Linked DNA regions of Triticum aestivum: region 2 is linked to region 1. The links are chromatin contacts, called in public Hi-C maps. All regions are on one chromosome and are shown on one strand. Each heading gives the region's core, a stretch centred on a gene start, on an enhancer-like site or on the middle of the called end of the contact. The rest is flanking DNA. Distances are from core to core; before and after follow the strand shown. Region 1 holds the start of LOC123164999. Region 2 holds the start of LOC123166724.

The links. A called contact is a pair of places that touch in the nucleus more often than the background predicts.
Region 2: a contact with region 1 is called in a Hi-C map of leaf, with 7 times the contacts expected there. The contact joins the promoter of LOC123166724 here to the promoter of LOC123164999 in region 1. A contact is called at or near these places in 3 of 5 Hi-C or Micro-C datasets (all in leaf).

What each region holds. Positions count from the first base shown.
Region 1 is chr7D:366,336,608-366,339,315 of IWGSC CS RefSeq v2.1, reverse strand. LOC123164999 reads right to left here and starts at 1,273. Exons shown (of 3, transcript XR_006482736.1): 1 at 251-1,273.
Region 2 is chr7D:366,611,034-366,613,756 of IWGSC CS RefSeq v2.1, reverse strand. It overlaps LOC123166724, which reads right to left and starts at 1,309. Exons shown (of 1, transcript XM_044584515.1): 1 at 1-1,309. The coding sequence starts at 1,224.

The sequences.
Region 1 (2,708 bases), core at 24-2,523:
TTCAGATTTCTTTGGAAAGAACACAATGAAACCAATGGAAATTATGCATCCTACTCGGTGTCATCCGGGAACTCACGTTGGTGTGGCAAACAAGCATTATTGATGTCTGAGTCAAAAGATTCAACAAACAACTGTAGGTTCTGAACGTACAGTCTAGGTATGAATACACAAGATATGAATCCATCAAGCAATATCGATGCACAAGAGTCTTGGTTTGAATAAGGTATAAGAAAATCATGTCGATTCTTACCAGTGTCATCCTCTCCGGGAGGCCAGCCATCTCCTGTGCACAGCGCCTTTGCGTGCTCAAGATTACACCATGGTAAGAAAATCATGTCGATTCTGATCGGTGTCTTCCTCTCTGGGAGGCTGGCCATCTCCCTGTGCACAGCGCCTTTGAACGCAGCCGCACGGGTGGTCGCCTCTGGCCGTCGGTGCGATCTGCAGCCCCGCGCGGCCAAGGACGACGGCGCAGGGTCTGCACCATGGAACGGCACGATCCCTTTAGACTCCAAGCTACTGGGGCCGAGGCGGCGCATGGACTTGGCGGCGCCCTCGTTGTCTCCGTCAACACGGCCAACTGCGACGGCGGCGTAGCCCTCTCGCGCCAAGAACGGACGGCGCGCGGCACAGAAAGAACGACACCTTGTTCCGGCCCGACGCCAGACCAGCGTCCTGAACGGAGAGGAAGCAGCCTCGATGCTCTTGCCAGCCATGGCAACGGCGACTGTGGTTATCCTGCGCTCCCTGTGGCGTGGACTTCTGAGGCGGACTACCCGCCGGGCATGCCCCCCGTCCCGCTCGCTCGGGTGAGATTAGATAGGAAGTTAGCGTTAATTGAGGGTGGGATTACGTGGTTGCCCAGCGAGCCTTTTTTTTAACGTCCGCTCGCTCATGGCAGAGTTTTCGTCCGCACCTCAAAATTGCTAAACGTACTGTTGACGAGGTTAGTTGTTATGTTAACAGTTAGATCTAAATAAGTGAGTCTGATCGTGAGGCTATAATTGCTTTGATTTGTTGTGTGTACATTAGCTGGGGGTGTTTAGAGAAGAAAATGTTTGCTTGTTTAATAGTAGTATAGACTACTAAAAATGCTTCCGACAAAAGAAAACAAAACTGTATACAACATGATGTGTGGGCTATGCCGGCCACTCCAACGGCTAGAGAGGGAGCGGTGTCCAGGTGATGCCAACGGAGGGCAGAAACTTTTTGACACCATCTACCTATACTAGCAGCTGGATACCATACCACGCTCTCTCAACCACAGCTTCCCTCTCCCTGCAGCGACAGCAAAGAAGCGTACAGCTCCAGGCTTTAAAAAGACCCCTCCTTTCGCAGCACCCCACGCAGCAACTCACTCCCCGACATATCGCGCCCCCCCCCCCCCCCCCCCCCTCCACGACACGCTTCCCAGTCTCCACGCCCTCTGGCCTTGCCGACACGAAACAATCCACACGAGATAAATCGCGAGAGACTGCGGCGCTGGGCACGAGACGGGCCGGGCGAGTGGTGGTTGGTCCCCACGCAAAGGACGTCGTCGTTCTCGGCCCACGTTCCTCGGCCCCACCCAGGGCGAGCGGACGGTTCTGCCCCTGCGCTCCTTGCAGTTCGTTGGCCCAGGGGCAGTCCCGTCACTCCGCGGGTGTGTACGTCCGGCCCTGTCACGTCGTGCTCTCTCCTCCTGCTGCCTATACTCTGCTCTGCGCGCGCGAGAGAGAGTGTGTGTGACAGCGACCGATGGAGAGAGATGGGTGGGAAGAAAAAGGAGGAGAGAGAAAGGGATGGGGATGGGGTGCAGCGTCACAAGTGATTCGGTTCACTGCTCCCGCGGCAGGTCCGTGCCCTGGTACGCGGCACGCTGCTAAGCTATGGGTACACCACGTTCGTGCCTAACTCTTTGCCGCTACAGGCTGGACCTCCCGCGGTGGAGGTGTCATTCCTATTTCGATGCAATGTAATTATGAAAAGTGCTTAGGTAAGGTGCTAACATAAAAAGGCTTAGCTTCTAAGAGCAATTATTAATAATATAGTCAGCACCTGGAGCCGGCCGCTGGCTGTATAATACTGACATGACATCAAGATCTAGCAATATTATTCACTCATATGTCTATTACGATTAGTGAACATTTTCCACTTTCTTTCCTGTTTTGCTAAACTCATCTTACCTAGGAGCATGTGTAGAGAGATTGACTATTGTATAAGAGCTCACTTCCTCTTTTTGACTGCCTCTCTTCTTTGAATAGGCAAAAATGCCATGTAAGTAGGCTTATAACCCATTATTGTAATTTTTGTAATCTTTCTTTGTTTAATTGTTTAGCGGTCAAACTTTTCGTGCATAATTGTTTTGTCTAGGTTAGCATGTTTGGCATCATTTGTTTCTGGGTAATCATAGTGCTCTCTCTCCTGTTTAATTATTTTGCCATGTCATTTTTAGCCTATATGGTATTCTTACCATATGTACACACTAAAATGACTAGAAAGAGCCTAAAAGTGCCATGCATTGTCATCTAAGTAGAAGTGTGATGTAGCACTGTACATTAATTAATAATATGAGAGAGCGTTATAACACATATTAGGGAAACTTTCCATGCATAATTGTCTAAACTTTCCTTTGTTTAATTGTTTAGCCGTCAAACTTTTCACGCACAATTCTTCTGTCCAGGTTCGCATGTTTGGCATCATTTTTTTGGGGTCATTATAGTGCCCTC
Region 2 (2,723 bases), core at 60-2,559, 270 kb before region 1:
GATGTGGATGTGGAGGGTCTCCAGGGAAGGCGCCGCCTCGAGGAGGAGACGGGGCCACGAGACATCCCAGGATGAAGGCACGTCGGCGACCAGCAGCCTCCTCAGGTTCGGCAACAATGGCGGCGATGGGGGGCTCGACGGCACGATCCATCTGTCAGGCCCAGTGAGCCTGATGCCCGGCATGCGTCGAAGGAACGTTTCAGGCTCTATCTTCAGGTGCTGCGATAGAGCTTGGCGAAACCTTTGCAGTGTCATCCCGAGGCACAAGGTGAGGTTATATTTCCCGAGGCGGGGAAACGAGGTGGACTCCTCCAAGTGCACTATGATCCCCTCGGAGGCAAGGCTCTCGAGGCTAGGAAGAGCCCTCAGGCGCATCCGTCTGAACCTGCACCTGTCCACAACGAGCTCCCTGATCTTCGACATGGGGGCGTCCACGACAACGCCCCTGCTCCCGCTGCACCTGCAGGAGATGAGGTGCAGGACCTGCAGCTGCAGGCACGAGGTGAAGACGCCCTCGTAGGTCGCCTCGGGCGCCGAATCCGGTATGTCCTGCAGGACGAGCATGGTGAGCGCGCCGTACTCGTGCAGCGGCGGGAGCACGCAGCCTCCAAGCTTGAGGCTTTGCAGGCGTGCCGCGCCGTGCTCCTTGCACAGGCCATGGCCCCCAAAGCTGTGGACTGCTCCTGGTTGATTGTAGATTGGCTTGGCAACAGCTTCGAGGTCGTCCACCCCCCAAGCGTCGACGGCCTCCGCGATGAGCTGGTTCAGGCAGCCGGTGTTGTGGGTGACGAAGAACTCCACCCTGAGCCTGCTGACCCTCCTCCGGCGAGCGACGGTGCCCAAGAAGCTCTCGACGGACCTGGTCATGGCGCGCATGGCGCGGTGCTCGTACCTTGTGATGTTGGGCATGAGCTCCCGTGTCATTGCGTGCCTTTCGTACTGGAAAAAAATAGCTCCCCCAATGTTGCGGCAGAGCTGGACCCATAGGTGGTAGCGCGGCGGGAGCATGCCGTCGACGCTGAAGCTGAGGACAGGGAGCTCACGGTTGAGGCGGGCCCAGCGCCTGGAGAGGGCGGCGGTGCCGAGCGCCGTCCGGATGTCGAGGCGGCGCAGGACCGAAAGAAGGAGATCGTCGGGGAGGGCGCTGATCCGGTCGTCGCGGCAGGACGCCTGCGGCCGGCGGCGGCGAAGGCATCGACCCATCGCGGTCCTGGCCCTGGCCATGAGTGAGCTACCTCCACCCGCGCGACGAATCGAGTAGCCAGTAGATGTTGCCGACTCACGGCCGCGGTTGCGATTAAATAGAGGGAAAACGTTTGTTTTATGACATGAAACTGCTTTGCATACGATGCTTTTCTCGTCCGAACGGTATGACCAAAAAGCAAATCATCTGTAGATGCTATGGCCCACAAACTGAATTATTTATAATTATCTCTAATCATACAGTGTTGGGCAGAAAACTCGTCGTACACATAGCAAGGTTCTTTAGGACAACGCTAACGCCCATATCGTGTGCTGGGAGTCAAATCCGTCCACACGTCCTATAACACATAGACTATGCCATATCACCGCATGCATTCATGTGGAAATCTTTTTTGATTTTCAGTTTACAAAATGTTTTATCTCTTAAATGAAAAATCCGATTGAATATCTGTTTTCACCATTAAATCCCCCGCGACGAGATCTTCGAAACTAGATGTCATATCAATATATTTCGATGAATTTTATTTTTATTAAAAGTTGCCATGTCTATTGCACATGAATTGTCATGATGTTTACACTGAAGTTGCCATGATATGTTTCAACTATTTTCTTCTACATTGAAAAGTAAATTTTGACATATTATAAAACGGAGAATTAAGAAACTAGACTTGCCATGCACCATAAACAAAATTGCCATCATACATGCACTTAAAATTGTCATGGTTCATAAAAAAATATTTTTATGGTCAAAGTACTGGAATTGTCATCATCAAAAAATTAAAATTGACATGCTCTACAAACTAAAATTGCCACATGGCAACTTTAGTTTAAGCACTATGACAACTACAGTGTAAACATTATGGCAACTTTTGGGCAAAAAAAATTTCGTCGAAACATATCAACATGAGATCTAGTTTTGAAGATCTCGTCGAGACGGATTTAATGGTGAAAACGGATTTTTAATTTGATTTTTAATTAGGAGATAAAATATTTTTAAGCCAAAAATCAAAAAGATTTTTGCTGATGTCATCCGTTCATACGAGGCAAAATGAGTGATGATGGAGGCGTGTGGGCGATGTGCAAACGCCCACACGTGTGGGCGTTAGTTTTTCCGTTGTTTTAAGCCGGATGAAAAGAACAAAACGCAAGCCTCCTCCAGCGATCGACACGCGTCCCCTCGCTCGGCCCCACGCGCCGCTCCACGACCTGCCTTATCCCACGCAAAAGCCCACGACCACTCATTTGTCTACCGCATCGTCGTCTTCGACTCGCAATCTGCAGATCCCCTCTTTCCTCTGCTGCCCACTCCCATGGCCGGGATCTCTCTTGCTGCCCACTTCCATGGCCGCGTTGGCCCTTCTCTTCCATGGCCACGCTGGCCCTTCTCTTCTATGGCGGAGTTGTTACTGCTGCAAGGGGGCACCGCCGTGCTGCGACGAATCGGCAGAAGCTTCGACGCCGACCACTGCCTGCCATGGCCGTCGGAGTTGTTGCTGCTGCGACGGGGAGCATCTGCGCAT